Regions from separate parts of the Mus musculus genome. Here all the other regions are linked to region 3. A link is a contact called in public Hi-C, HiCAR-type and promoter capture Hi-C data. All regions are on one chromosome and are shown on one strand. The core of a region is the stretch at or near the end of the contact, and the rest is flanking DNA. Distances in the headings are between cores, read along the strand shown. Region 1 holds the start of Map3k1 (mitogen-activated protein kinase kinase kinase 1). Region 2 overlaps Gpbp1 (GC-rich promoter binding protein 1). Region 3 holds the start of Mtrex (Mtr4 exosome RNA helicase). Region 4 holds the start of Mier3 (MIER family member 3).

Region 1 (6,521 bases), core at 2,932-5,431, 1.1 Mb after region 3:
ACGCTTGGAGTCCAAGTTAAGATGTTTGAGATGCTCTATAAATATAAAACACACCAGGTTTGATTAAGAAGATAACACATGTCATTTGCAATATTTTATTATGTAAGTATGCTTTTAAATATTTAGAGTATAAAATACATTGTTATTAATTTTACCATTTTACTTACTCCTAAATGTAATAGAAAACTAAAATTGTCTATGTTGCTTGAATGTGTTTTACATTATATTTTACTAAATATTATTCTTCCAGTGGATACCAATATTGCATATCTTATTCATATTTTTGACCTCAAGTTGTGCAAGAAAAAAAAAAGGTAACCACAAGGCATGATGACGCATGCCTGTGATTCCAGCACATAGAAGGAGGAGGATAGAAGGTTGAGAAATTTGAACCCACCCTGGGTTATCAATCAAGGCCCCGTCTCACAAAACCAACAAACAAATCACCAATGTTGCTCATTCAAATGATTTGAAGATTCAAGGCAGGTTAGAAAGAATAAAATTTTGCTAAGAGGAATGATTAAATTTAATAAATTTCCAGCCTAACACAGTGGCCCATGCCTTTAGTTCCAGTGCTGCAGAGGCAGAGGCAGAGGCAGAGGCAGAGGCAAAGGCAGAGGCAGAGGCAGAGGCAGAGGCAGGTAGATCTCTGAGTTTGAGGCAAGTCTGATCTGAATAGTGAATTTCAGGATAGCCTGAACTACCTACCCAATGAGACCCTAGACCTTGGGGGGAAAATTAATAAATTTCCACTTTACCCTTAAATTTAAAACCTCCTTTCCATGACCTGGAAAGCTCTGATAAAAGTTACTTTCTGGTAAAAAGCTCCTGAAACTGCAAGCGTGTACAGGAAATCACTGCTATGTTTAAGTCCAATTGAGGATGGAAATCGTAGCTGTGGAGAAAAGAGGAGAACCGGAATCAAAAATGCAGGGTTGGGGTTGGGATTTGGTGATAGGGCCTTGTTTCTTTGCATGTAGGACTTCCACTTATACTTCCATGTGTCCTTCTCACTGACCCTGCCTGAAAGTGGCATTGTCACCCAAGCTAGCAAACATAGATACTTTCAAAGTAAATTTGTCTAATTGTCTAAAGAGGGACACCCTCTTCCTCACCTTATTTAATGATCATAGCCATGCCTGATCTGACAGAGAACACTTTCCATGTCTTGTCCTCTTTCATCCTTTGAAGCCTTAGTTCAGTTCTCGTTGGAAAAACTTCCAATTTTCACTCATACTCATACTGTATTAATCTAATAACCAGAGATCCACTTGCCTATGCCTCTGGAGCGCTGGGACTAAAGGCATGCGCCACCATGTTAGGCGGGAAATTTATTAAATTTAATACCCATGGGTCTGAAAATATGTCAGCCAGCCCAATAAAATACCCACTGGTAAAAGTATTTGCAGGTGAAAGCATTCTATTCCGTTAAAGTAGTCAATGTGGTTAAGATAATTATTAAGAATATTCATTATATACTGATATTAATAATTAATAACCGTTATTAATTAATAACAAATATTAAAATTATTTAAACAATTTGAGAGGAATAAAACATCTTGTGTGTGCAAAGGAATTGCTCAGTAGCTGCGAACGGAATGCCTTATAAGCTGAAATACCCTGCCAGCACATACGGCTTTTTCATTTTAACATCGTGATATTTTTGCCCAATGAGGAAATGCCCTGTGTTTATCCTCCAAATGAACTTGGTGTAGCAGCTCAAGTGTGACTTAGGCCATTCCCGGCAGCCCTCTGTGGGAGCCGTGACCTGGAAAGCTCTGGTAAAAGTACTTTCTGGTAAAAAGCTCCTGAAACTGCAAGTGTGTACTGGAAATCACGGCTATGTTTAAGTCTGAGCGAAGATGAAAATCATAGCTGTGGAGAAAAGAGGGGAAACGGAATCAAATTAAGGCAATGGAGAGCCTATAGCAGTCTGCCATCTGACACGTGCTTCCGCAGAAATACATCACAGTATTCAAACAGCTCCAAAGATCAAGGTGGCGTGGGGTTGGGTTGGGTGTGTGGTGAGGAGGGCCACACTTAATCATACTTATGGCTCACAAAGTTGGGGAGGGACCTACCCAGGTAACTGCATTCAAAGGAGACGTTATATTAACATAGAGAGCAGACTTCCTTAGCCAATCTGGTCCTTTTATTACTTATCTCTGAAAGAAAAACGTGTGTCCAGGTATAGGTGCATAATGACAGCAGACTATGTCCATAAAAGATGAAAGGGAATGGGATTCAAATCAGGAGAAACTACTGGGGAGAGATAGCACTTAGTCTTCATAGTCTTCATAGACTGATGTGGCCTATGGAGGCCAGAGAACTGCAGTTAGTCAATTTGTGCTTCATTTGATGCCCACCCTCATCTTCAAACAGTTCAAACACTGTACAAATAAAGAGACAAAAGTCACCTTTTGCCGGAGTTCCTTTTTTCTTTTTTCTTTTTTCTTTTTCTTTTTCTTTTTCTTTTTTACTTTGCTATTCAGGCCAAACTTCCAAACCTGGTCCAAAGATGGAAACAAAGGCTGAGGGTCCGCAGTGGCTTTTCTCACAGGTACCTAAGTACGAGTGCGCCAATTTAAAGTTTATTTTAGATCTCAGTAGAAACCAGAAAAGCTAATCCTTTTCAATTTAGGATTTGGTGGGTGTGGCAATCTAGGAAGACCTGGGAAATAACTACTGTTTGGTTTGGATGTTATGCTTGTCTACCATTAAAAGAGCATATAATTATAGCCTAAATGTAGACCTAAATCTTGAACAGACTAATCTAAACTTTCAAAACGTGTACCTTTTAATGTAACCATTGAGAACTGTAGCGTGCCAGATGTTATAGCAGTAAGTATAACACCGAGCTCAAGCTGAAGTCAGGATCCCTTTTTAAAAATCCCTTTTGCCTCACCTTGCTCTCTGGCTGACATTACACACCTAAGGAGGGCTTCATTTGATCTACTTTGGAGAGGTTAAATGAATTATTTTGAGCTAGTTCAGGCTTTTGTCTAAATGCTGGAGAGATCTTTCCTTTCTCTGTAAGATGAAAACCCTTCTTACCCCTCCCCCCACGCCTCATGTCTTAATGTTTCACAAAATAAATCTAGAAATCCTGGGTTCTGAGAGATTGTCTATTCTAGACAAAGTGGCTAGGGGAAAAAAAAGTGGCAGAGGCGGGTGAGATAGGGACGACAAGGCAGCTTTATCCCGTTGAAAAAGGGTCGAAGGGGGGAAATCCCATATACGTATACTGCTTTTCTATCTCCAGCACATTTTCTAGACTCTGGGGCAGGAGAAAGGCGAGGGACGCCGCACAGGGCAACCAGGGAGCGGCGGCGGGAGGGAGGTGGGGGACCCGGGAACCGGCCTGTCACCTGACTGCCAGGAAGAGGGACGTGCAGCTGGGAGCATCTGTTGGGGGTGGGGAGAGACCTGGTAGAAGATGGCATGATCCAGCGCTTCCTGGCATAGCGCTGGCTCCTTCCCCAGACGTGCTCTCCCGCTTTCGGTTGGAGCCTGCCTTTCCAAGACGGGGGAGTAACCTCTGGCAGAGTACCCGGGTTGGTCCCTCTGCGTAGCCGGGGGAGTGGGGGGGAGGGTGTCCCAAACCAGCAGCTTCAGAGGTGCACAAGGTAGCGCAAGAAATCTTAAGTAGTGTTATTTGTGACACGAGGGCGGGACAAGAGGTCTGCTTTCCTAAGAGAAGGCTTCGCGTCCGCCCGTCTGCGGCAGGCGACAGTCCCGGGGCGCCACCTGCGCTTCGGGCGCGGGCCGGGCCGGTGCGCGCGGGGGCCCCCCCAGCAACCGCTACTAAACGCGTGAAGTGACAGACCGTGAGTCCTCCGGCTTGCGTCCCCTTCCAGAACCAGGGACTCACGCTCGGATTACTGCTTGCTCAAGGGTGGGCGAGCTCCCGCCGAGCCGCTGCCCCGCCCGGTCTCGCACTACCTGGCGGCGGCCTGGTTGCAGCGCACAACGCCCGGCGCCCGGTTCCCCGCATTGCCCCTGCCCTCCCACCTGCGCCGCGCGCCCGCCCGCCGCTCCGCGCTCCCGGGCCCCGGCCGGGAGGCGCGGCCCCGCTCGCGCCCGCGCCCGCGCCCTCGGCAGCAGCGCGCGCCCGCCCACCCGCCCGCCGCTCCGCCCGCCCCCCGCGCTCTCCCCGCCCCCTCCCTCCCCCGCAGGCACGAGCGAATGTAGCCCGCGAGAGAAAATGGCGGCGGCGGCGGGCGATCGCGCCTCGTCGTCGGGATTCCCGGGCGCCGCGGCGGCGAGTCCCGAGGCGGGCGGCGGCGGCGGAGGAGGAGGAGCTCTCCAGGGAAGCGGCGCGCCCGCAGCGGGCGCGGCGGGGCTGCTGCGGGAGCCTGGCAGCGCGGGCCGCGAGCGCGCGGACTGGCGGCGGCGGCAGCTGCGCAAAGTGCGGAGTGTGGAGCTGGACCAGCTGCCGGAGCAGCCGCTCTTCCTCGCCGCCGCCTCGCCGCCCTGCCCATCTACTTCCCCGTCGCCGGAGCCCGCGGACGCGGCTGCAGGAGCGAGTCGCTTCCAGCCCGCGGCGGGACCGCCACCCCCGGGAGCGGCGAGTCGCTGCGGCTCCCACTCTGCCGAGCTGGCGGCCGCGCGGGACAGCGGCGCCCGGAGCCCCGCGGGGGCCGAGCCGCCCTCTGCAGCGGCCCCCTCCGGGTGAGCGGCGGGCCGGGGCCGGGCGGGCAATGAATGAAGCGAGCGGGGCGCGCTGCTCCCGGGGCTCCGCTCGTTGGGGGTGGGGGGGGAGCCCGCGTCCCCGAGCCCTGAAGGTCGGGCGGCGCCCGGGACGGCGTGGGGACGGGACGGGAACGTGCGGGAGAGTTTGTTATTGTTTGCGGACATGTGACAGGCGTGGAAGCCGCGAAGGTGCGGGGCTCCCCGGGCCGGGTCCTGAGAGCCCCCGCGGCGCGAAGTGAGTTTGGGGGGCTCGGAGCGCGAAGGTGACGGCGGTGGGTCTGCGCGCTGTGACAGCCTAGAGCCCCTCGGCCCCACGGGGACGCGCGCCCGCGGGCAGGTACCGGGCCGGGCTCCGGCGGCGCGCCCCGGGCGGCCGGGGGATTCCGGGGACTGCGGGGGGGGGGGGCGCCTGTCAAAGCGACGCAGGCGGACGCTGCGGGCTCGCGGGGCGGCCGGGTCTGCGGGGACTCCGTGGCTGCCCTCGCTGCGTGTCCTTGGGAATTCCTCCCGCACCTCGGGGGCTAGAGCGCCCGGTGCTGGGAGTTTGAATCCGGCTTTGAAGTTAGCTTTTGGCGGAATGCTGTGGGATCCAGGACCGGATGTGTCAGCCATTCAGCTTCAAAGCTGTGGGGACTGCGCCCCGCAGCCCCGCTGCGTGGCGGGGACAGGGACGGTGCGGGGCTGCCGCTTTGCTCGCAGGGGTCTTCCGGTGCACCAGAAGTAGGATGTGCGTAAGATAGTTTACACCAACGGCTCTTTGGCCTCGCCCTGTTTTGGCTACTGGAAAGTTTTCTGTTAGAGGAAATTCTTTTAAGTATATGATACTTAAAAAAAAAATCTGATGAAAATACACAAAAGCATAAAATCTTGATGGATGTGTGAAGTTGCTGGATATGTTTTCGTCATCGTCACCCTGTGGCCCCCCGTAGAATTTCTTGACGTTTACTGTGGGTGGAGAGTGTTTTATTGTGTGTCGAATCTGACAGTAGGAATCCTTGGTTTCGGTTAGTTATCTAAGTAATTTGACCCCCTTTTGTGCTCTGGATTGTTTAAAATCACGGTCCGTTTATTACTTGGAGGTCGTTTTCCCTCCTCCCAACCCCCAAGCCCAGTAGTAAAAAGTGTGTTGACCCCTGGCTGTGGCAGGATTGGGAGGAAGGTAGGCAGTAAGCAGCCCCGATGCAGCTTTTCTGTGTGTGTGCCCTGTGTGCACTTGTACACGTATCTTCCTCTAGGGTTTCCTGTTTCTGTGCAGATTAGATTAAAACTAACCAGAATAATTCTTAGGTGGCAACTCTTACTACAGATCAACTACAGATGAAAGAAAAAACAGTAACTCAAACTTTGAGGAATTAATTTTATCTAGTCCTGTGAGACCTGATTTTTTTTTCTATATGATAATACAGTTGGCCACACTTAAGCATTTATAAAGTCAATATAACCACCTATGAATATACCATGAGCAGCAACTGCAAAAATGACATATAGAACTTTAGTGTTGCCTCTAGAAATCAGAGGACCAAGGTGAGGGCAGGTAGAATTGAATACCTGAGTAATCTGCTTGATTTTTGCGCATTCTTCTCTCTCTCTCTTTATCTCTTTAAGCAGTGGCTTATAATTGTAAAAGCTGTCTTTAAAATAAATACTGCTAGCTAGAATTCTGTTGGTGCACCTCAAATGTTATATGTGATAGTTTCATTTGCTGTAAAATATCGATTGTCAATCCTTTTGAAATAATACTAACACCCCCCCCCCCCACACACACACACACCCCGCCTCCAGTTTTTGTAACTGGTTTGAAATTCATTTCAAATCTGCGGGTCTAAAAC
Region 2 (7,193 bases), core at 2,548-5,047, 1.5 Mb after region 3:
CTTGTAATCTGAATCATTTTTGACCAGATTTTTCTTTTTTTTATACACTAGGCAAGTTTTTAGTGGTCACCAATTGGATAGCCTACAATATAATTCTGATTGAGTTACAGAGGTTGAGAGTCAGCTGACTTGTTAGTGGTATCTTTAAATGTTTGTTTGGTTGAGGCTATCTTACTTAACCAGGATGGCTTTGTGTTTTCAGTTTTGCTTCTTCCTTTAGGTGGAATTTCTGGTCTGTGCTACCATATCCCCTCTGACTGGTCACAAACCAGAACCCCTATAACCCTCTTCCATCTACTAGATGGACTTCCCAGGATGCCTTGCAGGACTCAGGAAAGTACTTGCTTTGTTAGCCTTAGATAGGATAGAGATGAATAGGATGAATTATTGGGAAAATCCTTTCAAAAACTTTCCCAGGCTGTCAGTGGGCCCACAGTAATTATATTAGCATAAACTCTGGAGTAGTTAAAAGAACTCATTATGAGTAAGAAAAAATAGTCTTATCACCTGGGGATTTCTACAGCTTTTAGGAGGTTTGTAACAAGGTACAGCGACAGAGAGCAAAAATATTTCATGTACTACACACACTCATAGCAGAGATCAAATTTAATAACTTGTTTCTACTCTGTATTTAAAGTTAAAGGATACCATATTTTACCTAGTTTAGTAACATCTAGCTTATTCTAAGATGTCCTCTTTAATTCGCACAAAGGAAGGAAAGTATTTTCAAATTAATCTAGATTCTAGATTAGACAGATTACTCCTTGCTAGAAACAGTCCATCTTCTACTTTATTTCTTTGTATTACAGAGGAATCCATCCAGTCTTTATCGTATTTGCTTGTTAATCTGAGCCTTTACTATGATCAGGTAGCCATCTAGTACTTTTAGTATATAGGTAGTTTTTATAAAAGTTGATTAAAAATAACTCAGGAAAATGATTTTAGTTTGCAAATTTGTTCCTTTAAAATGTGTTGAGTTAGCCGGGCAGTGGTGGTGCATACCTTTAATCCCAGCAGAGGCAGGTAGATTTCTGAGTTTGAGGCCAGCCTGGTCTTCAAAGTTACTTCCAGGACAGCCAGGGCTACACAGAGAAACCCTGTCTTGAAAAAACAAAAACCAAAAAACCAAAACCAAACCATGTTGAGCTATTTCCCTAGACAATAAAATTTATTTTGAAGATGAATCTTAGTGATCATCTAAGCTCACTGTCATGTATAAGTTTCTTTGGAGTGTTAAGTTGCTCATTCCTTTTTACATAATTAGTGTAATACTGGACTAGAATCTAGACTTGTTATTCTCTGTTTTTGACATAGGATTCATTTTGGAATTAGAGAAAAATGATGAAAATTTCATTTTGTAGACTGTAAGACTATTAATAAAAAGACTTGAAATTGTTAGGAAAGAGAACTTACTGGAGAGTCATTTATTTTTAAAATTTCATTTCCTCCCCATCTTTTTTTTTTTTTTTTTTGAGACAGGGTTTCTTTGTATAGCCCTGGCTGCCCTGGAACTCACTTTGGAGACCAGGCTGACCTCGAATTCAGAAATCTGCCTGCCTCTGCCCTCCCAGAGTGCTGGGATTAAAGGCTCACATCACTGTGCCCAGCCCCATCCTCTTTTTTTTTTTTTTAAAGACAAGATTTTTCCTGGCTGTCCTGGAACTCACTATGTAGACCAGGCTAACACTCAGACACACAGATTCACCTGCCTCTTGTCTCTGCCTCTGCCTCACTACTGCTGGGATTAAAGGCTAGTGTCACTATGCCTGACCTTATTTGTTTTTTTTCCAAGCAAGTTTCTCTGTATAGCCTTGGCTGTCCTGGAACTCTGTGTAGACCAAACTGGCCTCCAAGAGATCCATCTGCCTCTGCCTCTGCATCCTCTGCCTTAAGTGCTGGAATTTAAGATGTGCCACCACGGGCTAGGGATTAGGAGAAAAATAATTTTTTTTCTTATTTTAAAGGTTTATTATATGTAAGTACACTGTAGCTGTCTTAAGACACTCTAGAAGAGGGCATCAGATGGTTGTAAGCCACCATGTGCTTGCTGGGATTTGAATTCTGGACCTCTGTAAGAGCAGTCTGTGCTCTTAACCACTGAGCCATCTCTCCAGCCCCTGAAAAATCATTTCTTAACCCAAGGTCTCAAGCATTTTTTTTTTTTTTTAATCCTGCTGTCTTTGCTTCCCAAGTGCTGGGGTTGATTATAGGTGTGTTCCACCACATCCAAACTAGAATAATTTTAACTGTTTTTGTGCTTATTTCCCAGTGCACAGTTAAAATACAATCTTTTCTCAGAACCCTTATCCACTTTATAGGCAACCCACACCCAAGGCCTATTGGAATTTGTACACATGGGTTTCTTGATTACCCTTCTCTTTTTGTGCCATTTTGTGTGAGGTAATATAAGGCTTATTCTGTTTGTAAAAGTCTTATGACTAACATAAAACATATCGCCAAAAGCTATTTGAAAAGTAAAATTGCCATTAAAGTTTGTACGTCTTATTATTTAAACATTAATAACACAGGGTAAGGGCAGAAAATTGTTACAGTGCAGTAAACTCTTAGTGCTTTTCTAGAATGGGGAGCATCACTAATCTGTAGAGTCATTTATGATGATAGATTTTGATTCTGTTTAAGTTGAGTGTAGTTAACTCCCCATTCCAAACTTGAGGTCTAACCATGCCTGACAAGCACCAAACACTCCGTTGCTGCGCTAGCACTCTTTACTATTTGTTTATTTAAGCTTTTTTAAAAGATAGGATTTTATGTAGCCCATATTGACCTCTGAATCTGTGTGATGGGATATGACCTTTGACCTTTAAACCGTCTTCCTCAAACTTCAAAATTCTGAGATTACATATTTGTGATAGTGCCCACTGCTTTTCATTTTTGGGGACAGAATCTCATCAAGTTGCCCAGCTTAGTTTCAAACATTTTGTGTAGTTCAGCCAGGTATTGAACTTGTATGAGTCTTCTGTTTCAGCTCTCTAGTAGCTGAGCTTCTAATAGGTTCTGGACACCCAAGTTTAGTTCCAGATTTTTCTAACCAAGCAAGAGTAGTCATCAACCTGGAGCCTGTCAAACTGAAGTCTTAGGTAGTGAGCATCTGAGATTTTTTTCTTTTGCACTAAAGCAGTGGTTCTCAACCTTCCTAATGCCTGCAATCCTTTAATGTATGGTGACCCCGAACCATGAAATTATTTTTGTTGCTACTTCATAACTAAAATTTTGCTTTTATGAGTATGTAGATAGTTTTGGAGTTTTGCCAAAGGGGTCATGATGGCCACTTCCCCACAAGTTAAACTACTGCCTTAAAAAGGACAAAATACAAGCTTTTGCTTTTAGTGTTGATAAGCATATATTGTTCTTGTGCCCCCCCCCCCCCCCCCCCTTTGGGGTTTTTTTATTTGTGTTTGAGACAAGGTCTCTGTATCTTTGGCTGCCTCTGCTTGTGACCTCGTTCTTCACTCTAGTGAATTTTTTTAATTACAACCTTACAAGCCTGTAAGCTTTAATTACAAGGGTTTTTTTTTTTAAATATCATCTTATCAATAATCTTAGATTACTGTTTGTCATTAACTGCTTGTTTCTCTACTGGGATTTTCAGTTTTGTTTGTATCATGTCTCTGTTTTTAATCTTGAGTAAGTGGAACAAACATTACTATCATGTTCTTTAGTTCAGTATAATGATAGCCCTCAGTTTTTGTTTGGAATGATGTACAGATTAGATGGATTAAGGGTGATGTTAAAACGGTGGCTTTGTGCCTGAGATATGTAGTATTTTAGCTCCATCATGTGGTCAGAATATAAACTACATGTGCCTGATTATGCCTGTGCCTTAGGTCAGTTTACATAGTGTTTTTGCATATAGATCTAATTAAAACAAGTTTCAGTTTCCTTTTTACTAGTACATACTTTCATGGTTGTTCTCTGTAAGCAGTTGCTTTAAATTCTTTCTGAGTGTTAATATTTTTTCCCAAATTTTATCTTATATGTATGAGTATACATGAGTCTGCAAGTATGTTTGTGTACCATGCATATACCTGGTGTCCACAGAAGCAAGCACCTTCATCCATTTAGCCCACCTGTATCTGGCCTGCAGTAAAAGTAACCTTTCAGTAAGGTGTAGTGGCATTTACCTTTTAATTTCAGCAGTTAGGAGGTAGAGGCAGGTAAATCTCTTGAGTTTGAGGTCTGTATGGTCTGTATACCAAATTCTGCTCCAGGCCAGCTTGGGATATATGATGAGACCATGTTAAACAATAATATAAACCAAAGCATTTTGAGCTGGGGAGATGCTCTAGGTAAAAAGGCTTGCTGTGGAGTATGACAACCTGATTTTCATCTTGGAAAATCCGGTCTGTACCTTTTTAATTCCAGCCCTGTGGGGAGAATGAGACAAGTAGCCGGGTCCCTGGGAACTCCTGAGTCAGCCAAGCCTAATTGGTGAGTTCCAGGTCAGTGAGGGACCCCACCTCATCTGTTACCTTTAATATAGAAGAGATAAGCAATCCCATGAACAGGTTACTAACTTTCATAGTAGGAACTGTTAGAAAAAGAAGATCCCAGGAGTGCATTGTTAAAAGGGTAGATGAACTAGAGTTGTACCTTGCTGGCTGGCCCTTTGTATAGTGTGCTCAAGGGCCGTAGGTTCAGTCTCCTGCATTGGAAGAAGAAAGCAAGAAAGGAGGGCAAAAGGCATGTTGGCTGTAGAAAATTTAAAACAAAACACATTATGATGAAATTCTACTAGAGTGAAAAACTGCATATTTTTAGTATTATATGGCTATCAAGAGTATCATTACCACTTTGAAATTTTATTTACTTTAAAATACAAGATCTTTGTGTATCTTTGAGTGGCTTCAAATGTACTTAGTAGCCCAGCTTGGTTTGCATCTAAAGCTGACTTCAAATTTACAGTCTTCCTGTCTTAACCTTTTCCTATAGTTCATTACACTGGGTCAGCCTGGTTATTTGTTCTTTCATGACCACAGTTAAAATGCAGTGGTTATAGTAAGACTATTTTAACACTTAACTGTGTGTCTAAGTAGGCTTGTATTGAAATACCTTTTAATTGCATTTTAGTAGGATAAGGGAATCCCAAAATTCAGACTGGTAGTTTAGTTAATTGAAGTATCTTTGTGGGATATAATGTACTATGTAACTTTTTTTGTGTGTTTATATAATTTTTATTGAGGTACAGTAGTGTTCAGAGAAAATAGAGGAAACCATTTTTGTATTTGGAAACAGTCTAGCTAGCCTCAAAGTCTAGCTGAGAGATGACTTTTACTTTTTTTCTGGCCTTCTTCTCTCCACTTCCTGTGTGCTGGGAGTTAAAGTGTGCTTTACTGTGTCCATTTTTGGCATTCTAGGGATCAAGTCTGGTGATAAGCACTCTACCCACTGAGCTGTATTCCCAGTTCCTAATTCTAGGAATTAAAAAATTCTTTTTCATTAATGACTTATTTGTTCTTTAGTCTTTAAGAGTTGCATTGTGTCCTACAATATGGTCTGTTTTAGAAAACAGTTCTTGGAGTGCTGAAAGACAATTTTTCAATGTTGAGGTCTAATGTTCTATAGAGACTCATTTGCAAGTAGGGCTACGGGTTGGGAGAAGAGAGATAATTTCCCCTAAAGTATTAGAACCTCATAAGTTCCTGTAGATAACTCATTTTACTCATTTAAGACTGCCCCCCACCCCTTTTTTTGGCCAGGCTGTGGTTGAGCATGCCTTTAATCCTATTTCTTGTAAGGCAGTTCCAGGACAGCCTGGTCTACAGAGCAAGTTCCTGGACATCCAGGGCTAAGTCTGTCTCAAAGGAGAAAAAATTGTCCTTTTGGTGGGGTGGTTCTGGAGTTTGAGGCCATGATCCTGTACATGCTAAGAAAGTAATGTCATACCCAGTCCTGTTTTAATGTCATGAAAAATACTATACAGAGGTTTTAATGAAATATTTAAGCATACAATCACCTACAAGGTCATATCCTAAACATTTTGCCTCATTTGTATTACTTTTGGAAATAGAGCATACTTATATATTCAACATGTCCTTACTATTTACTTCTTCACAATCTACTTCCTACCTTGTTGGGAATACTAGGCTTATGTTTCTGTGACTTATCTGTTTATGTGTTGTATTTTTTCTGAGTTACTTACTATGGGTTGGAGTTTTCTTTAGTGTCTTTAAAAAAAAAGATTTATTTATTTATATATAAATACACTGTAGCTGTCTTCAGACACTCCAGAAGAGGGCATCAAATCTCATCATGGGTGATTGTGAGCCACCATGTGGTTGCTGGGATTTGAATTCAGGACCTTCGGAAGAGCAGTCAGTGCTCTTAACCACTGAGCCATCTCTCCAGCCCTTTTAGTGTGTTTTAAGTTAAATTATTTTTCATTCTTTACAAATCTCTCTAGATATAGTACCTTAGTGTATTTTAAGTAGTTTTTCTTTTAAAGATTTATTTATTTATTATATGTAAGTACACTGTAGATATCTTCAGACACTCCAGAAGAGGGAGTCAGATCTCATTATGGATGGTTGTGAGCCACCATGTGGTTGCTGGGATTAGAACTCAGGACCTTCGGAAGAGCAGTTGATGCTCTTAACCACTGAGCCACCCCTACAGCCCAAGTTTTTTTTTTTTTTTTTTAAGGTTTTAGTAGTAATAATGTATCTCATGTTAGTCTTCTATCTAGCATTCTTGCTTAATCCATACTTTGTGGGTATTGCTGGTGTTGGTATTGTTTTTTCTTCTTTATTGTGACTGGATATTGAATCCAGGGCCTATCAAATGCAAGTGCTCTACCACTAGTAACCCTATGCCCTAGTCCATCTTGAATTTTTTTTTTTTAAAGATTTTTTTAAAAATTTATTTATTACATGTAAGTATGTAAGTACACTGTAGCTATCCTCAGATACTCCAGAAGAGGGAGTCAGATCTCATTACGGATGGTTGTAAGCCACCATGTGGTTGCTGGGATTTGAACTTCGGGCTTTCGGAAGAGCAGTCGGGTGCTCTTACCCACTGAGCCATCTCACCAGCCCCATCTTGAATTTTTTATATAGGCAATCATTTTTGAATACTAACTTTTTGTGTCTTTTTACAGTTTTGTTTCTTATTTGTATTTTACTGCACTGGCAATTTTTCAGGAGACTTTGAAAAGTCTTGCATTGTATCTTTTTTTT
Region 3 (6,444 bases), core at 1,591-4,090:
CTATAATTCGGTGACAGTGCTCTCAGGAAGCACAGAAAGGCTAATAGCAGCACCAAGAAATTGAACTGTAAATTATGAAGGACATCACAGGGACCAAAGGAAGCTTTATCCAGACTGTTTTCAACTTCTTAGAAGTTCTCAACATGCCTTTGACTTATATCTATTTAGTAGCTGGGGTATTATCTCTAAAAAAATTTAAATACCCTTTAATTTTCTTTTTACTCGAAAAGACATAACTTTAATTGAGATTTATTCACTTATTCATGTCTCTGTGTGTGTGTGTGTGTGTGTGTGTGTGTGTATGTCACATACATCTGGGTACTTGCAGAGACCAGCAGAAGGCAAGGGACCGACCACTGACACTAGAGTCACAGGCAGTTGTGAGCTGCTTCATGTAAGTGTTAAAAGACACCCGGGGTCCTCTGTGAGAGCAGCAACTGCTCTTAACCGCTGACAGCTTCTGTGTTTTGCTTGAATGAGAATATTTCCTGAAACGCAGCAAAAACTTTGCTTACTCACTTTCAAAATAGATTTGTCCAGATTTGCAGAGCCACCGGAATCATTTGCAGAATTAAAACTATAAATTTTTGGACCTGTATATAATAGACAACAAATGGGAAATTTAATGATTAGTATTCATTGTACCATCTTAATTTTTCTTAAAAGGTTGCTAAATAGTAAATCTCTGACTTTAATTTAATTCTTTCCCCTTAACTTTACCAAAGAATTTAAGATCTCAAAGTTAACATCTTAGGAAAGGGAAAGGAAAGGGAAAGTGAAGACAAACACTACAACAAATGACTGTCAGGAACTTGAAAGACTTCAGTGAGAAGTCAGTAGTAAAAGAAAAAGATCTTAGTCTGCAGCGAGACAGCTGTAGAATTCTCAGGGAGAAATGTGTCATATCTGAAACTACAAGTCTAATAATTTGCATTTATAGAGGATTACTTTCTAGGAGTAAGTGCGCCATGCCACTAGCTTATTTTCTCATAAATCCCCCACCACACATACACACACACACACACACACACACACACACACACAATGCTCCAAGCTTTTTTTTTTTTTTTTTTTTAATATGAGTACGCTGTAGCTGTCACTGTAGCTGTCTTCAGATACACCACAGAAGATGGCATCAGGTCTCATTACAGATGGTTGTGAGCCACCATGTGGTTGCTGGGAATTGAACTCAGGACCTCTGGAAGAGCAGTCAGCGCTCTTAACCACTGAGCCATCTCTCCAGCCCCCTCCAAGCTCTTTCTTAACTCAAGATCTTGGGAATGTTATTCCTACCATGCTTTACAGGATTAACTTCTAGACAGCTTCTAATTTCAGCTCAACTATCACTTTTCATGACTCCTCACCATTGGGGGGAAAAAAACCGAAACAAAACACCCTGCTAAACACTCATGGGCATGCTCTCTCTCTCTCTGAAGCTTAACAACTATAAAGCACGACTGTCTGTGTGATTAGTAAATTAGATTCCTAAGCTGCTCTGGAGCGAAGGTTTCCATTTTTTTCGGTCTTATTATCACCAGTCAGATGCTTGGTATTTATGTATCAATAAGCACATATGCTTGCAAGTTTTTTGTTATAGAAAAAAATTACTGCAAGCAAACAGATCAAACAGAACAAAACAACATATAATTTTGATGTTTTTGAAACTAGCTGAAAGAGTGGCCGTAACTAATCACCTTCAAGTTATCAAATCAATCTGCAGGGTAAGCAAAAAAATGCAAGGATTTGACAAGCATAGAATTTTACTGTAAGTCAATCCAGTGTCCAATGTGTAAAGTGTGGTTATTCTTAGGAAACACTGACTTTTCTGGAACATACAAGGATATTTATGTAGATAGATGCTGAAGAAGACATTAAGATCTGACAGAACATGGAGCTGCATCAAGCCAGAAGCACTTCCCTTAACAACTCTCTTAACTAGCGGAGCGGCTGTTCTGACAGCTCAGAGTGGATTCCTGCTGAACAACAGCAGATGCCATGACTCCGTTCTTAGAAGGAGAAAGAAAAAAAAAAAAGAGTGAGTTAGAAAGGCGAAGCCACGCTGTAACAGAGTTACTTTTGTAACTTTAATGGCCAAAGGCCCTTAGACCGATCTACAAGGCCACCCCACCCACTGCTCAGGTGTGGAAGATGTCTAAGTTTGGATCTCATCAGCTCACGTTGTGAGTCTTTGCTGGACAAGAAGCAGGGTCTGAGGGCAGAAGGCTGGGCACTGGGTCAGGGCTTACCTTGCTTCACTCGGGGCTCCCGGGCGCCGGTGGGGACGGCGGGCGCCGGCCTGGCCACCGGCTTCTTGCTCTGGGCTTCCCCAACAGCTCCGGCCTCTGCACTTCTGGCTCTGGAAGCAGACACGGCGGCCCGCATCGCCGCAGCTCCCGGCGCCTTGTGTTTCTTATTTTTGCCGCCCATGTTTCAGCTGCAGGAGAGTAGTCTTCCAGATCCAGATCCCCGCTGCGGCACAGCAGAAGCCCGAGAGCTCTTCACGTTTGCCGGCTCCCACGCCTCCACCCAGCCTCCTCCATCCGGGCTCCGCGGCTGGGGCTCCGGCTCAATTGGCCCGTGTCCTCAGACTCCGCCTCTCGGCTCCCGGGAGCGAGCGGCATGGCTGCTGTCGTGCGCCACTGGTCGCTAAGTTTTTAGTCATTGAACTGCCGGACTCGCAGTGGTTGGAAGAGAAAAGGGGCAGGACCCAGACTAGAAAGGAGAAAAGTCACGCGGGGCTCAAGGCTCGCTCACTTTTGACTCCTCCGGGCCACCGTCGAGTCCCCCCATTCGGCGTCACTGTAGGGTACGGTCGCGGGGCCTCTTGGGTAGGAGGGAGATTCGGTCTCAGAGTTCCGAAAGATGGCGGATGCTTTCGGGGATGAGCTTTTCAGCGTTTTCGAGGATGATTCGACCTCTGCAGCAGGAGCCAAGAAAGACAAAGAGAAAGAGAAATGGAAGGGGCCACCAGGGTCTGCAGACAAGGCCGGGTAAGGAAAACCTCTGAGCTCTTTTTCTTCTCGTTCTTCTTGTTTTTGATGCCGGTAAAGGAAACACGACTCAGACGAGGAGCACAGAAAGTGTTTGAATGGAGTCAAGAGGCTAAGGAGATTGAGGGGAAAAAAAAAAAAAACCGTTGGGGAGAGAGGAAAGGTTGATTTTGCGGGAGGGAGGGCGGTCTCGGTGTTCGTGCCTGTCCGGCCGCAGCGTGGCTTCCTTAGGCCATGCTTTGGCTGTAACCCCAGCTTAGCAGGCCAGGTACGGCTTTGCTTGCGAGGCGGGGCTTGTCACCCACAAAACCTCTCACATAGTCTTTAAGCAGCGAGGCACTAGATGAGCCAAGGGGGAAGACATGTAGGGGGTTCTTAAACCGCGAAGGCAAATCGCTACCGAAGGAAGAGATTTAATCTCCAAGTTGTAGTTTTCCCAAAATAAATTAATAATAATAATAATAATAATAATAATAATAATAATAATAATAAAGTCAGATTCAGGATATCGCTATGTAAGTTGGGCAGCCCTCGAACTCGAGATCCTCTTATTTCAGGTCCTTAGGGTTGGAATTCCCAGAGTGCCCCTATGACACTCGGTCAAACTAGTTTTCTCTTCCGTTAGCGTTTTACACTTGATGATTGATTCGGTCCGTTATTACATGAGTAGTTGCAAAGTACTGGTTTAAAAAAAAAAAAAAGCTATGTCTTTCTGCTTCTTACCTGGAATCCAGTCATAAATTAATTAATTTAAAAAATCATTGCTCTAGGGCTGAGGACATGGCCAGTGTAAAAGACAGCTTTCTGTTTGAGAATGAGGACCTAGTTTCAAATCTCTAGTACCCACATAAAAAGTGTGAGCACTGTAACCCCAGCACAGTGGGGCACAGAGACAAAAATTGTTGGGCCTGGCTGGTTGCTAACTTAGCCTCTTGGTTGTATAAGTGAGAAACGCTGTCTCAAGGGAGTAATGTAGGATGCTGGAAGTCCTCTGGCCTCCACTGTATGCTCAAGTGTAGGCGCCACACAAAGAAGACACAGAATTTCCCTTATTGTCAGTTACCTTCAGTTCTCAAGTTGAGGAATTTCCTTCACCACACTGACCCTTGGACAAGTCTTTGGAGCATTTTCTTAATTGCTGATTTATGTGGGAGGGCAGCCCAGTGCGCTATGGTGTGTACCTTCCTGGGCAGGTGAGCCTGCACTGGGTGATGGAGCTATAGAAACCCGTGAGCAGCATTTCTGTGGTCTCTGCCTCCGAGTTCCCATTTTCGCTTTTCTGAGTGATGGATTGTAAACACATCAGCTGAATTAAGTCCTTTCCTGTCTAAGTTGCTTGTGGTCAGTGTTTTTATTTATTTTTATTTTGTTATTATTATTATTATTATTATTGTTTTTTGTTTTTTGTTTTTTTGAGACAGGGTTTCTCTATAGCCCTGGCTGTCCTGGAACTCACTTTGTAGACCAGGCTGGCCTCGAACTCAGAAATCCACCTGCCTCTGCCTCCCGAGTGCTGGGATTAAAGGCGTGCGCCACCATGCCTGGCCAGTGTTTTTATTACAGCAACAAAAAGCACACTAGAGCTTTCGTTGGTGGTTCATTTTCACCTTGAAATACAGTTCATAAAGAAAAGGCAAGTTTAACGTTTGCTTGTGTGTCAGTTTGTTTTGAGACAGGGTCTTGCTATGTAACCATTATTGGCCTTGTCCTCAGACATGCTTGGAATTAAAGGTGTGCGCTGCCACACCTGGCTGCTTCCCAAGGTTAGGAGCCGAGTTGTGCACACCTCCTTCCCTCCCTCCTCCTGCCCTGTGTCTCTCATTGGGTAAATGAAGCACTCTAAATCACAGCAGTCAGTGCACACACAACTCTGAGGTTCCTTTGTAGTGTCGTCCCAGGCTATCTGCTTCCTCCGTGTCTTGGAGCAGTTTCCATTTTCTAGAATGTGCTTAAATTCAGCATTTACATTCCATCTGAGTACCATATATGGGTTTGGGTTTTTTTTTTTTTTTTTTTTGGCCTCTTTTTTTCCTCAGTGTCTAAACTGTTTGTTCTTATAACATGTAGCAACACTTTTCCTTTTATTGCTGAGAATTGTGTTCATATTATATTATGTTTTTACCTTTTCATGATCATATTGTGTCTACTTTTAAGTGTGTGTGTGACTGTGTGTGTGTTTTGCGTGTGAAGTGGGCTCATCTTGCCTCAGTGTTCCTGAGGAGGTCAGGAGACAGCTTTTCATTCCGTCTTGTTTTGTGGCAGATCTTTGAGTGTCAGCTGCAGCACTGTATCAGTTGTTTAGACTCCGTCTTGAGTCTTCTCTCGAGTCTCCACCGTAGGAGTGCTGGGATTGCAGATGCAAATCACCCCATCTGGGGTTTTTTATTTTAATCGTTTTTACATTGAAAAGGGGTTATCAGAGTCCGGTCCTCGGGCTTGTGTGGCAAGCACTCCTGGCTGAGCCTTGCTTCTCTTACTCTGCTTTGAGCTTCCAGTCATAAGCCGTGAGAGCTCTGCAAGCGAGGTCTTGTGAATTTATTTATTATTCATTCATAAGATTTACTTACGTGTACGAAAGTTTTATCTGCATGCATGCATGTATGTGTACCATGTATGTCCCTGTTGTATCCCCTGGAACTGTACCAGTTACCAGTGATTATGAGCCACCATGTGGGTGCTAGAAATCAAGCCTGGGTCCTCTGCAAGATCAACAAGTGCTTTTAAGGGCTGGACTATATCCCCACCCCCACCCCCACCCCTGTGAATTTTTATGGAGAACTACCTCACCAGTCAGTCTCTGCACCTCATATACTCTCTCGTATAAAGTTGTCTCTATTCACTACCACAGAGCTAGAATAAGCTCCGTCTCTAAACAGGCTCTGGTTTCCCACGGTGGCACTTAGTATTACTTAGTGCGTAAGGGCCTCGCTGCTATTGATCCCATTGCTTTTAGGTCTTTCACTACAATTGCTTGGAGAGTCTTTCTCTGAAAAAATAAAATTTATACACTACTGATGTAATTAATACAGGATTTTAAGCAACTTCAACTATAAATGTCATGTTTTCTTCACAATTACGTAGTAGTCTTATTTGACATGTAATAGTTTTTCCATAAGAGGAACGTTTCCTGCCTGTAATCCCCGCACTTGAGGCGTGAGACAGGAAGATTGAGTCTGAGGCTACAATGTGGGAGCTGTCTCAAGAAAATGAAAAATAGAGGCCCAGTTGGAAGATTGATGACCAATGAGGAGCTGAGTTCATAGCCTTAGGACCCATGTAAAAGCTCTCGGAGCAGTGCACGCCTGTGATCCCAGCATGAGGGGATCCTATGGCTTGCTTGGCGCCAGAGGAACTGACTCAGGTTCAGTCAGAGGCCCAGGCTTGACAAAAGCAGGTGGAAGGTGATTTGAGGAAAACAAAGGCTGTTGACGGCTAGTTTCTACAGGCACACATG
Region 4 (6,655 bases), core at 822-3,321, 1.2 Mb after region 3:
GCTAATAATCCAAGTTGCCCCAAGTTCTGACAAGTTAAAAGGACAATTTATTTTTAATAAATAAAAATAAAACAAGCTGTTAATTTGTAGAAGGTTGATTTGGGATTCATTATTTCCAGCTTAGAGTCAAACAATAAAAAAAGTTATGTGAGAATAAAAGACTTTGTAATAAGGTTTCTGGGGTACTTTTTCCACCGTGCACTGAGCACAACTATTCCCTCCTCTCTAACAACGTAAAACTACATTGGAATTCTTTAAGATCCAAATGATGAAAAAATATAGCAGGGTACATTTCTGTGGTTGTACAGAGAATCCTTTTACCAGCCAATCCTATCTCCCTCTGGGACAACCCCCCCGACCCCCGACCCCCGGAAGAGGTAAGAAAATTGAACAAACCTGGGCTCGAACTTCCAAAGGAAGCCTGGGAGAGTGAGAGAGAGAAAAGAAAACTGTGAGGTTGAATCCTGTAGCAAGGAAAAGGAGGCAGCGCAGGCAACAGGGCGCAGAGGGGGCGGAGCCGAGCGCTCCCAGGCAGCTGCCAAAAAGTGCAAGACGTAGCTTCGCTCCAATCGCTCCCGGCCCCTTTCGGGCCCCCTCTTGGCTGCCTCGCCTTCCTCCCCAAGTCCCCAGTGTACAAACTCGCAGACTCCGGACGAGGGCTGGAGTTGAAACGGGCAACTCCGAGACACCGTTTAGAGCTCGGCAAGTTACAAAGCCGGGAAGCCGAAGCCAGAGCTTACCCGGCTCGCAGCATCAATCCTTCATCCCGGGCATCTCACGAGTCCCCCGACTACAGCAGCTCACCCAGCTCTCCGCTGGCCCTAGAGCAACTCCTCGAAACGCAACCCCGTCCCCTAGGAGGGTCTCACCCTCTGAGACACACACACACAGCCTGCCCTTGGAGTGCGCGGGCGCCCCAACTCCAGGGTTTGTCGACTGCCCCAAGCGTAGGCCAGCTCGACCCTGACACTGGTCCCCAACCCAACGCGGGAGCACCCTCCCGCCCCCACCTCCCCACCCCCACCCACCAGCCGCTGAGGTCGGAGGAGCCGCGACCACTGAGTCTGGGACCAGCCGGGTCCTCCCCCGGGGGAGCGGTCGGTCCCCGGCCCGCCAGCTCGGCCCTAGCACACACAGCTCGCTCCTGCCCAGCCCCGGTGCTCCCATCACGCCGCCCCCTCCCCCAGCTTGCCCGTCCCAGGGGAGCCCGGTGCCCGGCAGCCCGGGTCGCCCGGTGCCCCCCCCCCCAAGTCCGGCCCGGGGTAAAGAGACTCTCGGGCCGCTCGGCGGGCGAGGGCGTCGAGGTGTGGGTCGGTCTCTGCGCCCGGGGACGCCGCACCTCGCAGGCTTCGGGGTAGAGAGTCCCGCTCCGCTCCCGCTGGCCTCGGAGCCCCCGGTCAGGAGAGGCGGCGGGCGGCCGGATTGCCGAGGGCCGGGTCGGCTCACTCCGGCGGGGCAGTGGCGCAGCCCGCTCTCCGCGCTGCATTCCAGCCGCCGACCGAGGATCGGCCGCTCTCCACCCACCCCGATCCCGGGAGGAGGCGCCGAGCGAACGGCGGCCCGCGTCAGCCGCCCCGGCCACGGCCCGGAGGCTACCCCGGCCCGAGGCTCGCCGCCGCCGCCCTCCGCCGCCCGGCCCCGCCGCCCGGCCCGGCCGGGGTCGGAGCCGCCGCGGCCTAGTCCCGAAGGGAGACCGCTCCCGCGCCCGCTCCCGCCCCTCCGGCAGCCTCGCCGCGCCTCGCCGCCGCCCCGCGCCCCCCATCCCCCGTCGCCGCCGCGCCGCCTTCCGAGGACCCGCGGGAGGAGCCGTGGCTCTCGGGCCGGCTGCGGGGCTTCGGAGGGCCGCCCGGCTCCCGCTCCAGCACGGCCGCCGCTGCCCGGTTTCTCCGCTCACCTCCGCCATATTGGTACCTTTAGGGCGAACGAGCAGCGCCGAGCCCAGTCCCCGGATGGGGCGCCTGAGCCAATCGCAGCCGCCGCCGCCGCTGCCGCCGCCGCGGCCCGCCAGGCACCCGCCCGGAGGCAGAGGCGGCTCGGCCCCTTATAGGGCAGGCCGGCCCGCGACGCCCCCGGCCCGCTCGCACACCCACGCCGTCCGGCGCTCCCGCGGCCGCCGCTCCTGCACGCGCCCGCCCCGCGCGCCCACGGCGCTCTGCCCCGGCTGGAGTAAAGTTCCAGCTGAACTGCGGGCGAGCGCGGGGACCGGCCGGTGGGTGCGGTGGGGGGGCCGGAGGGAGGGAGGGAGGGAGGGAGGGCGAGCCCGGGGCGGGGGAGGAAGGAGGGTGGCGGGAGACTCGGAGGAGGACTCGACGGACTTTCCCGAAGTGAGAAGAGTACGCGATGGCAAGTGAGCGAGCCGCTGATGGGCAAAAGAGGAGAGAGACCCGGACAGGAAGCAGGACGGCTAGGCACCTGCAGGAATGGAATGCGCATCGGCGTTCAGTGGCTTGGAGTGAACTGTGGAAGTAGACATTTGCCAGACAGGCTCTGGAAGATGATGGCAATTCAGAAGGCAGAAAGACTGACAGACGGAGCCAGACATGATGAGCGTGCTTGCGCGACATTCATAGCCTGTACACTTTTTTTTTTTTAAAGACCAGTTCTAGGAGTTATTAATCACAAATAGTCTAGAAGATGACCCGAAGATATACACTTGATAAACCTTTTAAAAAGCAGAGTGTCAAAGACCCTGAACCAAATTGCAAAAACTGCCTCTCACACCTACCTCGGGGGTAAATAAAAACAACATTGTTTGAGATTATACATACAATAAATGTGGTCTCCTGGATAAGTGGATACATGGAAGAGAGAGAGAGACTTAGCAGATGTATCTGTTTCTGCATAGGCTTCAAGAAATAATCCTGTGTATGAAAACAGATCCATGAGAAGATAATATACAAACAGGAAGGTGTGCTAAGACCTTACAGGGGCTTAGAGTGTCCGTGAAGACCAGAGCTCTCCTCCCAGATGCCTGCCAGGAGCTTGTAATAAATATTAATGGCAAAATGAGGTTTGCACTGTAGCTTCATAAATTTAAGCATTTTTAAGATGCTAAAACTTTTCATAACTTTAAACCTTAATTACACTGTTCAGGTTTGAGCCTAGGGTCTCCAATTCCCTCACTGGATGAGGATGGAGATGGGTTATGGGAAGAAGCAACGGTTACTTTTAAAGAGGATTACCAAGGCAAAAAAAAAAAAAAAATCAACCTAAAAACACGGGTAAAAGTTATTTATTCGTGGAAATTTTACAGAAGAAAAAAGTCACTCAACTTCAAAACATCCAAAAGACATGGAAAATTACACTTCCCCTACTGTGAATGATATCACAAACTTTTGTCCAATCAAATAACTCAAAAACAGGCTTGGCACATGTTGTCCCTACCATCTTCAACGAGGCGTTCAAAGTTGTAAAAGTTAAAAAACAAAACAAAACAAAAAACCCTGTGGCTTGAAATGGAGCAGAGTGACCAGGGTTAGTGAGGGGCAGTGCGCACCCACACCCTCTGATAAAGCCAGAAAGCACTGCTCAGCAGCTCGGCTCCAGCCAGGTAGCCAACAGCCTGCCCCTTATTTACATCATAAAAAAAAAAAAGTTTCATCCTACAAATTTATCACATCCTCACAAGTGTGGCCTTAGATTCTCCTGGCCAATTCTGAGAAATATATGGCCTTGCAGTTCTCCATGAACAGAGTAGTAAGGTTTCTTCAGGTTCTCTTGACATTTTGACAGCTTTGACGAATTGTATTGTATATAAGCAAAACTTGAAAAGGTAACCAGGGAGCCTGGGCTTAAATATTAGAGGTCTCAATTTTATCAAATCCATGAGCAAAATAACAAAATTTCAGAAAGCAGTCATGATAGAAATAGCAGCAGCTGCAACTTCTGCAAGTGTCTGTTTGCCTGGTTCTTAGAAACCTCATCAAACTCTCCACGAGTCTGGAAAGTCATTATCATACTCTCCAGTAGCAAGAGGTGCTTTTCCATCCACAGTTTGGGCAGAGCTCCAGCCGGTCTCCTTTATCACAGCCTGCACCAAGCTGGTGTAGGCTGCAGCTGCTTTGTCTCAGCATGGCCTAGAACGGTGGAGGCCTTTGCTGCCAGGGATGCCTGAACTTTAGGGTTGTTAAAATGGAGCCCTCTTTATAAACACGTTCACCTCTTCAATACCAGAGAAACTGTTCACCCCTAACTTCTTTAAGGAGAACTGCATTTTTTTTTTTTTAAATCATCTGTCAGTGGCTCCTTTCCCACCAATGCACAATTGGACCTACAGTTTTTTTCTGGTTCACGATCTTTCCTTTCATCTTGTTGGAGTAGAAATGGAGTCACACTGGGGACTAGGGGTTCATTTGGGGGAGGGGGGTTCTCAGGTAGACCAGCTGAGACAAAGCACACACAAGCCAGGACACGAGCCAGCAGCTCAAATTAGCAGATAAAGCAAACAGCTTTCCCACTGTTCATCACTAGAGAAAGACGTTTGCTACCCCACCTTCACCACCCCTATTCAATAAAGCTACATAGATGGATCTTTCATTCTTTTTAACAAGACTTCCAAGTGTTGGTTGGGATAAAATGTCCTTTCCTTCCCCTGACTTGAAATAAGTGTTTGTGTCATTGCTGCTTTACAGTACTTTGTCACTGAACAACAGGTGCCATTATATAGACGGTCCTACACGGGTGTCTATGACACAGACGTGCCTGCAGGTCAGACACTATATATAGGACCACCATGAAAGTCCATGTTCCCCAACGACTATGGGTAAAGTAATTCGTATAGGTGACAGATGGAGTGAGAACAAGGGAACTTAAAACTAAATAAACTAAATAACAGTACCCTGTATGAATCACAATGTACGAAGACTTCCAGTCATCTTTAGAAAAACATAAATGTAAAAACAGAGAAAGGGCGAACCAATGAAATTAACTGGACCAGGAGGCTGACACCATAGAGAAGATGGGGAATACAGATGCTGCAGGAGAGCATAGAGCATGACAGGTGCACTGGAAATGCTGCGGCTCCACACATTTCAACACCAACAGTAAGTAAAACTGGTTATTTGATCCTTGTCATCTTTGAGAAGATACATGGAAATTCTTCAGCAGAACAGATTGTCAGCATACTTTAAATGTCTTGCCCGGGCCATACATTAATAGTAATTTCGGGAGCCGGGCGTGGTGGCGCACGCCTTTAATCCCAGCACTCGGGAGACAGAGGCAGGCAGATTTCTGAGTTCAAGGCCAGCCTGGTCTACAGAGTGAGTTCCAGGACAGCCAGGGCTATACAGAGAAACCCTGTCTCAACCCCACCCCACCCCCACCCCCAAATAGTAATTTCGGGAAATACCCTCTTCCTTTGCCAGGGCTTCAAAAGCACTAGCCAGTTTTGTGACCTGTTTTGTGGAGTTTTCATCACGAAACTACTCTGAAAATGGTTTGTGGTAGCGTTACAATAATGCAATATCAATATTTAGCTGTCTAGAGACACCCTCTGACCCAAGGGAAAATAATGAGCTGCCCAAACTTTATGCCTCCAATTAAAAGTGCCTATCAGTCAAGCATAACCAACAAAGGAGTGAGGCTGACTGGTGTAGACAAAAGCCAGAGACAGCAAATGCAGACGTGGTCTATGCTGCCCGGCAGAATGGCAGCAAAGCCTCAACCAACTGGCTCTTGACCCGTGAAAAGGTGGAGCCAGAAGTTAAGTAAATCCCAGGAGCAGCTAAGAAGCAAATTTATGTGACGTTTCTTGTTTGGTTTTTTAAGTTTGTCAACTAAGAAAACAAAAAAGACTAGGTGCTGTGTATATACTTGTCTCAGCAAAAACGATCTTGACCCCAGGAGTCCAAAGCCCAAGTAATGTGGCAAAACTCAGTCTCAAAAAAACCAACCAGCCTGGCATGGTGGCACACTCCTTTAATCCCAGCACTCAGGAGGCAGAGGCAGGCAGATTTCTGAGTGTGAGGCCAGCCTGGTCTACAAAGTGAGTTCCAGGACAGCCAAGGCTACACAGAGAAACCCTATCTCGAAAAACCAAAAAAAGAAAAAAACAAAAACAACCAAAGTGCCAGGCAGTGGTGGCCCACGCCTTTAATTCCAGCACTTGGGAGACAGAAGCAGGTGAATTTCTGAGTTCGAGGCCAGCCTGGTCTACAGAGAGTTCCAGGACAGCCAGGGCTACACAGACAAACTGTGCCTTGAAAAAAAAACCAAACCAAACCAAACCAAACCAACCCAACCCAAACACCCGAAGCTTCTTGCTCTCTTGCTCTGTCTTCTTGTCCCTCAGTGCCCCTCTCTCCATGTGTTCATGGCCGGCCTCTACTGCTCTCTCTCTCTTTCTCTCTCTCTTTCTCTCTCTCTCACTCTCACGCTCTCTCTCTGCCTCTATTACCCTCTTAACTCCCCCCATGCCCTTAATAAACTCTATTCTATACTTAAAAAAAAAACAAAAAACAAATAAAAGGCACGGATAAGTATATCATGGTCATCCCATGACCTTCCAACATAAATCCATAAATTCTGGCCTGGGGGCTGGAGAGATGGCTCAACAGATAAGAGCACTGGCTGCTCTTCCAGAGGACCCAGGTTTAATTCCCAATATCCACGTGACAACTCACAACTGCACTCCAGTGCTGGGGATCTGATTCTTACA

Evidence for each region. A called contact is a pair of places that touch in the nucleus more often than the background predicts. HiCAR-type assays count read pairs that join an accessible place to other places. Capture Hi-C pulls out chosen DNA fragments and counts their contacts.
Region 1: a HiCAR-type map of astrocytes shows a contact between it and region 3, with 2.1 times the contacts expected there. The contact joins the promoter of Map3k1 here to the promoter of Mtrex in region 3. A contact is called at or near these places in 2 of 39 promoter capture datasets (hippocampal neurons and pre-B cells), 1 of 484 Hi-C or Micro-C datasets (CD4 T cells) and 3 of 115 datasets of contacts at active chromatin or transcription factors (astrocytes, embryonic stem cells and microglia).
Region 2: a Hi-C map of B cells shows a contact between it and region 3, with 8 read pairs. The contact joins the enhancer-like site here to the promoter of Mtrex in region 3. A contact is called at or near these places in 2 of 39 promoter capture datasets (the C10 cell line and pre-B cells), 2 of 484 Hi-C or Micro-C datasets (B cells and CD4 T cells), 1 of 115 datasets of contacts at active chromatin or transcription factors (large pre-B cells) and 1 of 9 other capture datasets (liver).
Region 4: a promoter capture Hi-C map of liver shows a contact between it and region 3, with 2.2 times the contacts expected there. The contact joins the promoter of Mier3 here to the promoter of Mtrex in region 3. A contact is called at or near these places in 4 of 39 promoter capture datasets (the C10 cell line, hippocampal neurons, liver and 1 more), 1 of 115 datasets of contacts at active chromatin or transcription factors (astrocytes) and 2 of 9 other capture datasets (adipose tissue and liver).

The regions. Positions count from the first base shown.
Region 1 is chr13:111,806,653-111,813,173 of GRCm38.p6, reverse strand. It overlaps Map3k1 (mitogen-activated protein kinase kinase kinase 1), which reads left to right and starts at 4,181. Exons shown (of 20, transcript NM_011945.3): 1 at 4,181-4,671. The coding sequence starts at 4,205. It overlaps Gm15327 (a long non-coding RNA gene), which reads right to left and starts at 4,036. Exons shown (of 3, transcript XR_382912.2): 1 at 3,427-4,036; 2 at 2,418-2,507; 3 at 2,131-2,312.
Region 2 is chr13:111,458,180-111,465,372 of GRCm38.p6, reverse strand. The region is part of intron 3 of Gpbp1 (GC-rich promoter binding protein 1); the gene reads left to right. Among named protein-coding and RNA genes, the nearest start is that of Gpbp1, 28 kb to the left of the region's middle. Within about 2 kb of position 3,797, at least 8 of the 459 cell types and tissues checked have an H3K27ac peak or open chromatin away from gene starts, as enhancers often do. A contact at or near this core is called in B cells, where this site is marked.
Region 3 is chr13:112,923,776-112,930,219 of GRCm38.p6, reverse strand. It overlaps Mtrex (Mtr4 exosome RNA helicase), which reads left to right and starts at 2,840. Exons shown (of 27, transcript NM_028151.2): 1 at 2,840-2,990. The coding sequence starts at 2,863. Dhx29 (DEAH (Asp-Glu-Ala-His) box polypeptide 29) reads right to left here and starts at 2,540. Exons shown (of 27, transcript NM_172594.3): 1 at 2,247-2,540; 2 at 520-593. The coding sequence starts at 2,427.
Region 4 is chr13:111,681,594-111,688,248 of GRCm38.p6, reverse strand. It overlaps Mier3 (MIER family member 3), which reads right to left and starts at 2,071. Exons shown (of 13, transcript NM_172593.3): 1 at 1,895-2,071; 2 at 397-421. The coding sequence starts at 1,903.